2 separate regions of the Mus musculus genome follow, and region 2 is linked to region 1. Evidence: chromatin contacts called from public HiChIP or PLAC-seq data. All regions are on one chromosome and are shown on one strand. The core of a region is the stretch at or near the end of the contact, and the rest is flanking DNA. Distances in the headings are between cores, read along the strand shown. Region 1 has its middle 35 kb from the start of Kitl. Region 2 holds the start of Kitl (kit ligand).

Region 1 (5,109 bases), core at 1,822-4,321:
GGAGCTTTAGCAAAAAATCCCTAGGCAAAGCTGTTAGCTACAAAGCCTACAGTGTTCCAACCGACACAGCAGCATGAACAGCAGCCATCTTCTAACGTAATGGATGCCCTCTTAACCCCAAGGGATATTGTTTAATTTCATTTCAAAAACTAAAATAAAATTGGTTTTAGAACAAACTTAGATAAAGAAAGCCCAACAAAGCCATGTGACGGAACACCAGACCTACTTTGCTTCACCAATTTCTTTTCTTCTGTAGCTAAGAGCTTCAAGTTTGGCTGCTGATCCCCAGGGATTTCTGGTTGTTTCTTTCCTGAAAAAGGTGTATAGCAAAACGGAGAGTGCATGGGGCCAGCAAACTCTGGCACAGAGAAAATAGCACTGTGGGTCAAGCTATAGAACGTTAGGAAGATAGCACACCTTAGGACACAGTCTGACAATGTTTAATGGAGCAGGTGCCATGTTTTTTTTTTTTCCAGAACAGAAATGGAGCTGAAAAAAAAAAGCAGGTTCTTGATAGAACATGATAACGTTATGACATCAAATAGAAATTGTTTGAAATTAAGTAGATCCTTGACTACCAAAAGCATTCATGAGGTAGTAAGGAACCTCCTTTTGGTAATCTCAAATCCTAAAACAAGGTAGACAGCTTGGCAGGTAAATGCTCTGTATTCTGTATTTTAGAGTCAATTCTTTTCTTTCTTCTTTTTTTTTTCCTAGTATAGACTTTTTGTATTGGATATTTTTTTATTTATTTACATTTCAAATGTTGCCCTCTTTGTCAGTTTCCCCTCCAGAACCCCCTATCCTATCCCCTTTCTCCCTGCTTCTATGAGGGCTCCCTCCCCCACCTACCCTCCCCCACCTCACCATTCCCCTACACTGGGGCATTGAGCCTTCACAAGGCCAAAGGCCTCTCCTCCCATTGATGCCAGATAAGATCATCCTCTGCTACAAATGTGGCTAGAGCCATGGGTCCTTCCATGTGTATTTTTTGGCTGGTGGTTTAGTCCCTGAGAGCTCTGGGGGTTCTAGTTGGTTGATATTGTTGTTCTTTCTATGGGGTTGTGTAGCTGCCTGCTGCCACACGAAATGGGTTCCTGAGAGGGAGGCTGGAGCTGTAAGGGAGGAAACAGATTTCTGATCAAGGCCCAATGTTTACTAAGGGTCTGAGCTTATAAAGGAGGAAGGCCCATCCCCTGCCACACCAGGCTTCTTGATGCTTTGTTGCCAAGTTGTTAGCACTAGTCTGCCAATGCTTGTTAGCAATAAGTTGTCAGTTGCCAGATTGTCAGCTATCTCAGGAATATCTCAGGAATGCAGGTTCAACCTCTCAGCAGGTAGCGGCATCTTGGGGAAGAGCAGAGCAGGTGATGGGTGACAGAATAGACCTATCAAGGTCAGAAGACTCCACCCTAGGTGGTCTCATTCACAGTGACAGAATAGGTCTGAGTCAGCCTGCTCATGGCTAGGGGAGGCTACAGGGTTGCAAACCCCTTCAGCTCTTTCAGTCCTTTCTCTAACTCCTCCATTGGGGACCCTGTGCTCAGTCCATTGGTTGGCTGTGAGCATCTGCCTCAGTCCTTGTCAGGCTCTGGCAGAGCCTCTCAGGAGACAACTATATCAAGGTCCTGTCAGCAAGCACCTCTTGGCATCATTGTCTGGATTTGGAGTCTGTATATGGAATGGATCCCCAGGTAGGCAGTCTTTGGATGGCCTTTCCTTTAGTCTCTGCTCCACACTTTGTCCCTGTATTTCCTTTAGACAGGAGCAATTCTTGGTTAAAAATTTGGAGATGGGTAGGTGGACCCATCTCCCAACTGGGGGCATTTCCTAACCTCTGGATATGGTCTCTACAGCTTCTCCTTTCCCTTTGTTGGGCATTTCAGCTAATTTCATTCCCGTTGGGTCCTAGGAGTCTCTTGCTTTCCTGGCATCTAGGACTTTCTGCTGGCTATCCTCAGTTTCCTATCCCCCATTGCTACACATCTCTATTCAAATTTCTGACCCTCTGTATACCATCACTGTCTCCTCCCTTACCTGATCCTGCCCCCTTTTACTCCCCCCCCTCTCTTCCTCCCAAGTTTCTCCCACCCTCTACCTCTCGTGAGAATTTTGTTTCCCCTGTTAAGAAGGACTGAAGCATCCATACTTTCTAAGAGATGCACTGCATAATGTCTTGGGTGGGGAGGAAAGAGAAGGGAGTGGCTGCAACCTTGTGAATTCGTGACAGATTCAACCTGGCATTGAGACAAGTACGGAATACTTAGATGCTTTTTAGGGGAAAACACATTCCAAGTGAAGAATGACTTAGAAGCAAAGAATCTTATAAAGATATAGTCATCCCAACATGCTCAAAGAAACATGACTCTGTCTAGTCACCCAGCAAGCCATTATTAACTGCTTATTGCATACCCATTCTGTTGACTCCTCCCTTCTCCAACCTTACCACATCCAAAAACAAAAACAAAAAAAACAAAAAAACAAAACCCCACCACCACCACCACCACCAAAACACAACCATAATTTGTCTTGATTGAGCATGCTTCTTTGGGAACACACTGAGATTCTAGAATCTATTTCCTGCATCATGTAAGTGACTGTCATTTTGTATAACAACTTTAATTTTTTTCCCATTTTATTTTTTTATTTATCCTATTTTATTATTTTATTTTATACTGGGAAGCTAGATCAATAAAGTGAACACTACAATTCGCATAAGATGTATTTCTAAAAAGGACCCACAGAGCTGGAAAAAAGTAATCTTATCTAATCTGCTCACAATGCAATAGAGTAATAATTTCTTGTAACTGGACTTTGTAACATTAAGAATAAGTCCATACAGCAATGAAGTTTCAAACAAGAATCGTATTTCCCTGGTATCAAGGATCCATTGGTTTGCTGTCTTTAAAAACTACCTCCTTTTTCATCCACTTCCTCCTCCTTTGCTGGGTTTCTGACTTTCCGTATGCTTCTATTTATCTGGAAAACTAGCTTGGATCTTTATTGCTCCCCATATTTAAAAGGAGAAAGTGAAAGAGGAAATAGTGTTTATGGGCTGGGAACCTCTGATAGGTAGTCCACAGAAGTCCCTTTGCCTGCGTTTTACCATCTGCTCAACTGGTCAACTCTTCAGAGGAAAGTGTCAAATGGGGACAAGGGCAATGACAGAGAAAGGGCTTTTCCAGGCTTTCACACACCTAGAAGCAAGAATCTAGCTTAATGCCAGTATCTGTGCTTCTCTGTTAGTAACAAGCATTTCTTATGCATACACTAAGTACTTTGGTTTCCTCCCAAATCCTTCAATCCATCTCCACAATTGAAAGTGTGTTCCCTGACACTCTTCTTTTTCTAAGATGTCTCCACCTTTCTCTCTGCTTTTGCTGCCCTGATGCACCATCTCCAAACATTTCTCCATCCCACCACCACTTCCTCTGAACTCCTTGGCCACTTCCACTGTGAGGACCACAGATAAGGCTCCTGTTTCCCTAATCAACTACCACATTCTCCGTATTTGCTGAAGGTTCTAGTCTCTTTCTTTTCTGGTTACTAAAGTTATCTTTACAGAGCCTATCTTTGGCTATTTTCTCTTTAGCTTGCCTAGATGCTTCCAACAACCTCACTGCGAGCCTCCAGGAGCTTCTCATTGTTCACACCCAGGTGCCTTTGCTGTTCTCTTGACCTGGAGTTTTCTAGGCTTTATCTCATGCACTCAAGAGTTTTCCAAGCACATAGCCTTTCTCAGACTTGTCAACTCTACTTAACAAGAATATTCTTTCTTTCTTTCTTTCTTTCTTTCTTTCTTTCTTTCTTTCTTTCTTTCTTTCTTTCTTTCTTTCTTTCTTTCTTTCTATGTAGCCCCAGTTCTCCTAAAACTTGCTCTGTAAACCAGGCTGGCCAATAACTCAGAAATTGACCTGCTTCTGCTCCCCAGAGTGCTAGGGTGTGTGCCGCTAAGCTTAGCTATTTTTATTTGGTTTTCTTTTAGACAGGGATTCACGTAGGCCAAGCTGGCACTGAACTTGCCGGAAGGCCAAAGATGACTTTAAACTTTGATCTCAATGATGGCACCTCTCTGGTGCTAGGATTACAGGCAGGTAACACCATGCCAGGCAAACAATCAACTGGCTGAGCTATAGCTTCCAGCCGCTTAGGCAGAGTGGAACAGTTTGTGATATGTCTCTGATAGAATTCTATGCATATTTCCTTTACAGACCGGTGTTAGAATTTCTTGTCTCAATTTTTGTTTTCATTAAGACTATGCACTATTTTTACTAAGCATCATGCACAGCCTATTCGAGCTTTTCTATTTCTGAGGGACGTACTTTTGCCAATAAAATAACAGAAAAGAAAAAACTCTGCATAAAACTGGATGAAGAAACAATTGATGAGGATAGTAAGTTAAATTGTGAAAAACAGAAACAACAAAATTCTTATAGTCACTGAAGTGTTTAAATAAGATTGCCTAAATGATTGTGCATAAAAATTTCAAATATATTTCCTCAAGTAACTATCTAAAAATAGCCTCACTCTGTGGGCACAAGGAATAACATGTTCTGATTTTTATTGAGATAAGGCAGTAGATACTTCAAGAAGTACCACACAGAAATTATTTTAAAACTTGAAACCACAACAACAAAAAATCTTTCAGATATGTTCCCTTGAACATATTAATGAATCTAACTTATGACCTTTTGAAATAAATCAAACCTTATAGTGGTTAGCATTAAATCCCTTAACAAACTAGTAAGTAACATAGACAAGTCTATACATGTTAAATAAAGGAATTAAAGAGCTTTTCTCTAAGAAGACAACACTTTATTCAGAAGCAAAAGGAAAAATTTAATTCTTAAAAATGTTTTTAAATTGATGTTTACAATGAAAACTAATGAAGGCAGATAGATCCTGCCAATTACGAAGATGGGTACAAAATTCTTGGTCATAATCATCATAACAGACATTGCTTGATAGGAACGTTTTTTTCTTTTCTTTCTTTTTTTCTTCATTAATCATTTTATTCGTTTACATTTCAAATGTTACTCCCCTTCCTGGTTCCCCCTCCATGAATCTCCCATCCCTTTTCCCTCCCCTTTGCCTCTAAGAGGGTGCTTC
Region 2 (5,109 bases), core at 1,644-4,143, 35 kb after region 1:
ATTCAGAAGAGGATGTTGAGTGTCCTGAGTGACGTCCATCCACCTAATAGTTCTGACAATGCAGCTTGGGTCCTCTGGTAAGACAGTAAATGCTTTCAGTAACTGAGCTAACTCTCCGGCCTCACAATGTAACGTTAATAGAGGAAAACACTCGCTATGTTCCAGGTATTCAGATGAAGCATTTCTTTGTAATATTCTAGGTATTTATGTTCATCCCTGCTCCATTCTTTCCTGCTTCTTCTTTTTCTTGTTCTTTCCTTTTTTCTCTTTCTCTTCCTCCTCCTCCACCTCTTCTTCTTCCTTCTTCAGCACAACCTTACTATTTAGCTCTGGCTGGTTTGGAACTCAGAGAGATCCATCGGCCTCTATCTCTTAAGTTAAACATGTGCACAGCCTACCTTTCTTTATATAGCCCAGTTATTTTTTATATTAATTTTGATAAGGAGATTTATACAGAAAACATTTAAATGTCTATTTGAAATCACTTATATTCTGCTGATCTATTCTATTATTGAATATACTTTTTAGCATATATTCACATTATAAACAAACTCAGCATTCTGTAAACCATGAACCTAATAATGTCATCTCAGGGCTTTTGTGGTTATAAATGCCTGGCTTTGAATCTTAGAAACAAGTTCTTACAGCCTACAGGTGAATCATACGGAAAATCAAATTCCCTAAAAATTCATTAGATCTCAAGGCAAACTGTAGGATAAAAATCCTCTGTACATACAATGGGTATTTGATTCTGTCTGACAAACCAAAGGCACACTGAAGGGGTTGTACACTGAAGGGGCAACAGTATCAGACAGGAGCCCTTACTTTAAGAGTTTCCAATGTGATTATAATTGGTACCATTTTAGCCTTCTTGCTTTTTCTGGTCAAAATGGTATGCTGCACCGTTTTTTTTGTTGAGGGGAAAAATCAGTGGTATGATATTTTTAGCTTTTCTTCTGGTCTCCCACACCAAAATGTAATAATCTTGTAACTGAAGGAATTACTGTTCTAGTTGGGAGCTCGCAGCACAGACTTCCCTCCACAAAGTTGCAGATGAGTGCAGCAGACAGGATATCAGCTCCAAAGTAGCCATGTCCTTCCTCGTGCTTGGCATCTGTTATATATGCTCCCTAGCACTTCCGTCAAGAATCCAGGATTCAGATTGATAAACAATTGCCTTTAAAGTGGGACATATTTTTTTCTGGATCACCAATCATCAGGTAAACCAATGCAATTTCCCAATCCCTTAGAAGTGGCACAGGGAGGCAGACCAGTAGGTAAGATTGGTCTGATAGGAGACTTAGTTCAACATTGCTGGCTTTGAAGATAAAGGTGGCTGTGAGTGTAGGAACCTGGGCAGCCTTCAAAGCTGGGAAAGGCAAGGAAATGAATTCTCTCACTCAGCCTGCGGAGAGGAATGCAGTCTTGGCAACAGCTGGTTTTCCCTCAACAATAGCCATTTTGGACTTTTGACCCTCAACAGTAAGATGAACATGTGACCATTTACAACATTTATTCTGAGTTAAATTCTCGCAGCACAAGTAGGCAACTAGCAAAGGGAGTTTGGCATATTAACTTTTTGTTTTGTTTGTTTTTTAACAATGGCAAGTGAGCTTCTCAAACCAAATTTGGAATACTCCTCTCTTATAAGAATGACTGGACAGCATACTTGTTCCAAAAAATTACTGATGGGGATTTGAGGCTAATATTTTCCTTATAAAAATAACAAAATGCCTTTTCGTTTTCCTCAATTACCTTTAAAAATATTGAAGGGCTTCGAGAAAAAGAACATTCTTATTTGGCATATTATTTTTTTTTTAGGGCAGTATGTCCAAGGTTCTGGATTTGAATCACAACTCTCGGGGTTTTTTTGGGGGGGGGAATTAACCTCTTGAGGCTATTTCTTAATCTATAACATGGAAAACACACACACACACACACACACACACACACACACATGCACGCGCGCGCACACACACACACATACTCACTCACTCACCAGGCACACACTAGGCCTATGGGCAAAAGAGATAATTTATGAATAGTTCTTGCACAACACCTACTACGTAATAAAAGATCCATCACATAATGTTATGAGATGTGTTACTATGGCCATTGTTCGCTTTCTGATTTTTACAAACTTTCCTAATCTGAAAGTGGACCTTTCAAAACCCTTTCTGTGAGAACAACCCGCAGTTAGTAAGCTATCTTTTTCTTTCAATTTTGTTTTCCAAAGGCTCTGTAGTAAACTGTTGAAAACAGCATCTCCTTTAGTACCATTTAATCCTGAGTCACTTGTTTTCTCACTAAAGTAACTGAGGAGAAACAAAAGGAAAAAGGAAAGGGAGGAAGGAAGAAGGAAGGAAAGAAAGAAGAGAAAGGAACGGAACAGAAAGGAAAAGAAAAGAAAAGAGAAAAGAAGAGAAGAGAAAAACTAGCTAAGACAATGGGATTGTAATTAAACTTTTTTGGTTGTTGGTTCTATTTCCCTGAGGCGAGGTAGGGGAAAAGAACCAAGTGAAGTCTATCCGACCACGCGGCTCCTGAGCCAGGACCCTCTCCACTGTGCGCGGTGCAACGAGGGTACCCGGACAGTGCTGGTGAGCTTGCTGCGGACTGGGGAGCCGGGCACAGGGCAGCTACTGCAGGTTGCTCAGCGGCATCCGAGACTCCCGGTGCCTCAGGGACTCTGGCCAGTACCCAGACAGGGGACGCACCAGGCTCGATCGGTCCAACCTCTGGGAAGATCCCCGCCCTTCAGCGCGCTCCCGGGTCTCCCAGCCTGGACTCGGTGCGCGGCTCTCCTCCCCGAGGCTCCGGAAGGGAAGGAGGCGTGTCCGGAGCTGGCGGGCGGGCGGGAGGGAGCTGTATAAAAAGCGCTGGCGGCGCAGCAGCCGGGGCTTCATTTGCTGTCTGTCACCGGGACCGAGAGTGCCGCGGGAAAGCAACGGCCAAGGACGGGGCGCTGCGTTCGAGCTACCCAATGCTGGGACTATCTGCAGCCGCTGCTGGTGCAATATGCTGGAGCTCCAGAACAGCTAAACGGAGTCGCCACACCGCTGCCTGGGCTGGATCGCAGCGCTGCCTTTCCTTATGAAGAAGACACAAGTGAGTAGGGCACGCCCGGGAGGAGCTCGGAAGCTTTCCAAGAAAATCGCTCCGGGAGCCCCGGGGAGCCCGGCGCGCTCTGGGACCGGCAACCAGGCCATGTGGGGCTGCGCCCTCCCGGTGAGCCAGGAGGGTGTGGGAGAGACAGGCGTGGTGTGAGAGCCCGAGCCGCCGCCCCAGGGGTGAGCCCGGGAGCTGGGGAGAGCCAGGGCTGAGAGTGAGCCTGTGGCAAGTTTGCAGCCGCAGCTGCGAAGTTTGAAGCTGTCAGTGGCAAACCGCCGATGCAGGCTACGCTTCCTCCGCCTGGGTGTTGGAGTTATCACCGGGAAGGCTTGGGTTTCTTATTTAATTTTTTAATTTTTTTGGACCGGAGGTCTTTCCCCGTGGATTCGGGGAGATTATGAAACAGCTTCCCACGCGCCACCCTCGCTCGCTCTCGCAGGCAGATTTATCTGTGCAGTCCCCAGGTGGGCGCGGGACGCGGTGCGGACGCGGGCTCAGCCGCTGGAGCGAAGCCAACCCAGAGCTCCTAGGCGGCAGCGCCAGGCGGGGTGCAGAACCTGCCCGGCAGGCGGGGAAAACTTGGCAGCCTGCGGTGTCGGCCGGGTTCACAGCTCTGGGTGGGCCCTCCAGAAAGCTCTAGATGGAGTAGTAGTACTTCCACACTGCATGACAAGACAACCTCTCCCATTACAGAACAGCAAAAGTTCTTTTCTTCTTCTTCTTCTTCTTCTTCTTCTTCTTCTTCTTCTTCTTCTTCTTCTTCTTCTTCTTCTTCTTCTTCTTCTTCTTCTTCTTCTTCTTCTTCTTCTACTCCTCCTCCTCCTCCTCCTCCTCCCTCTTCTTCTTCCTACTTCTCCTTTTTTTTTTAATGTGCACCTCCTAAAGATAGTTATTGAGATAATGCCCAGGGTCTCTAAATTGCGCTTTATGCATAAAACATAGCCCGGGGGTACAATTATGTCTTTTCTTCGTTGACGGGGGAGGGTGTATGTGTGGAAAGAGCCACTGTAGTAATTCTTTCTCCTCTATAGTTCTTTCTACCCTCTACCCTCGCGGTTGCTACCTCTTCATGGTTCTTCCTTTCTGAAGTGTTCTGTCTGCAGCAGGTTGGGTAAAGCTGTTCTTTCAGGTGCCCTGCTCCCTCCATTCTATAGGTGATGTAAATTTCTGAAATGTATGGAAGGGGATGGGATGGGAGGTTTTGTGCTCATTTTCAGCATTGATGAAGGCATCAGTGTGTTGGAGGTAATTTATTAAATTACTCATAGGACGTCTTATTTTAAATAGCTATCTAGGCTGGGATACCGACCCATGAGGAAACAGCAAGAATAAAGCACCTTTTCCTGGCTTGGAAACAGATAGGGGGAGGGAGCATGGCCTGGCATCCTGGAGGTGTTCTGCTTAGAGCAGCTGCCCTGAGTCAGGCTCAGGAGAAAGGGAAGGCAGGTATCTGGCCCTGCGTGCAGGTTAGTTTTACCCCAAAGCATCACACCTCAAATCCCTGCTCTTGAAATGAGGATGTTAAGGGTTTCTGCAACAAAGAAAAGTTTCGCCGTGATTGCTTGGTGTGTACATGCCTTCTGCTTGGTGGAATAATAAACAAGGGTGGGGTACCTATTCCTTTTTTTAAAAGTAGCATCCGCTCACATGAATAATGGTGGCGGCTCTGAGTGCAGCAGCCTCTGGTACAGGAAGAGAGTCCAACCAAGTCTTCTTATTTAAACAAGAAAACAGGAGACGGACAAGGTTAATGTCCAACACGCCAAAGCAGAGAGCAGTTGAGAGTCAGTAGGATTGATGATCCCTGCGCCCTCTTTGCAAAACGAGCGCGAGCCCTGTAATCTCTTTTCCCGCTTTGATTAAATGGCTGTGTAAATAGGATTACATGGAATAATTCCATTGAAAACTAGAAAGAGGTCGATCTAGCCCGAAACACTGTGGAGGTGGCAGCAGTAGTGACTCAGTGCTGCCGACCAGAGATATTTGAGACAGTTAAGT

The links. HiChIP or PLAC-seq counts read pairs in DNA pulled down with a chosen protein or histone mark.
Region 2: a contact with region 1 is called in an H3K4me3 HiChIP or PLAC-seq map of intestinal crypt epithelium, with 6 read pairs. The contact joins the promoter of Kitl here to the enhancer-like site in region 1. A contact is called at or near these places in 2 of 39 promoter capture datasets (both in the 3T3-L1 cell line), 1 of 15 datasets of contacts at CTCF or cohesin (the NIH/3T3 cell line), 1 of 484 Hi-C or Micro-C datasets (embryonic fibroblasts), 3 of 115 datasets of contacts at active chromatin or transcription factors (intestinal crypt epithelium, intestinal villus epithelium and pancreatic cancer cells) and 1 of 9 other capture datasets (adipose tissue).

What each region holds. Positions count from the first base shown.
Region 1 is chr10:99,978,045-99,983,153 of GRCm38.p6, forward strand. No RefSeq gene overlaps it. Among named protein-coding and RNA genes, the nearest start is that of Kitl, 35 kb to the right of the region's middle. Within about 2 kb of position 3,072, at least 9 of the 459 cell types and tissues checked have an H3K27ac peak or open chromatin away from gene starts, as enhancers often do. A contact at or near this core is called in intestinal crypt epithelium and intestinal villus epithelium, where this site is marked.
Region 2 is chr10:100,012,928-100,018,036 of GRCm38.p6, forward strand. It overlaps Kitl (kit ligand), which reads left to right and starts at 2,894. Exons shown (of 10, transcript NM_013598.3): 1 at 2,894-3,108. The coding sequence starts at 3,094.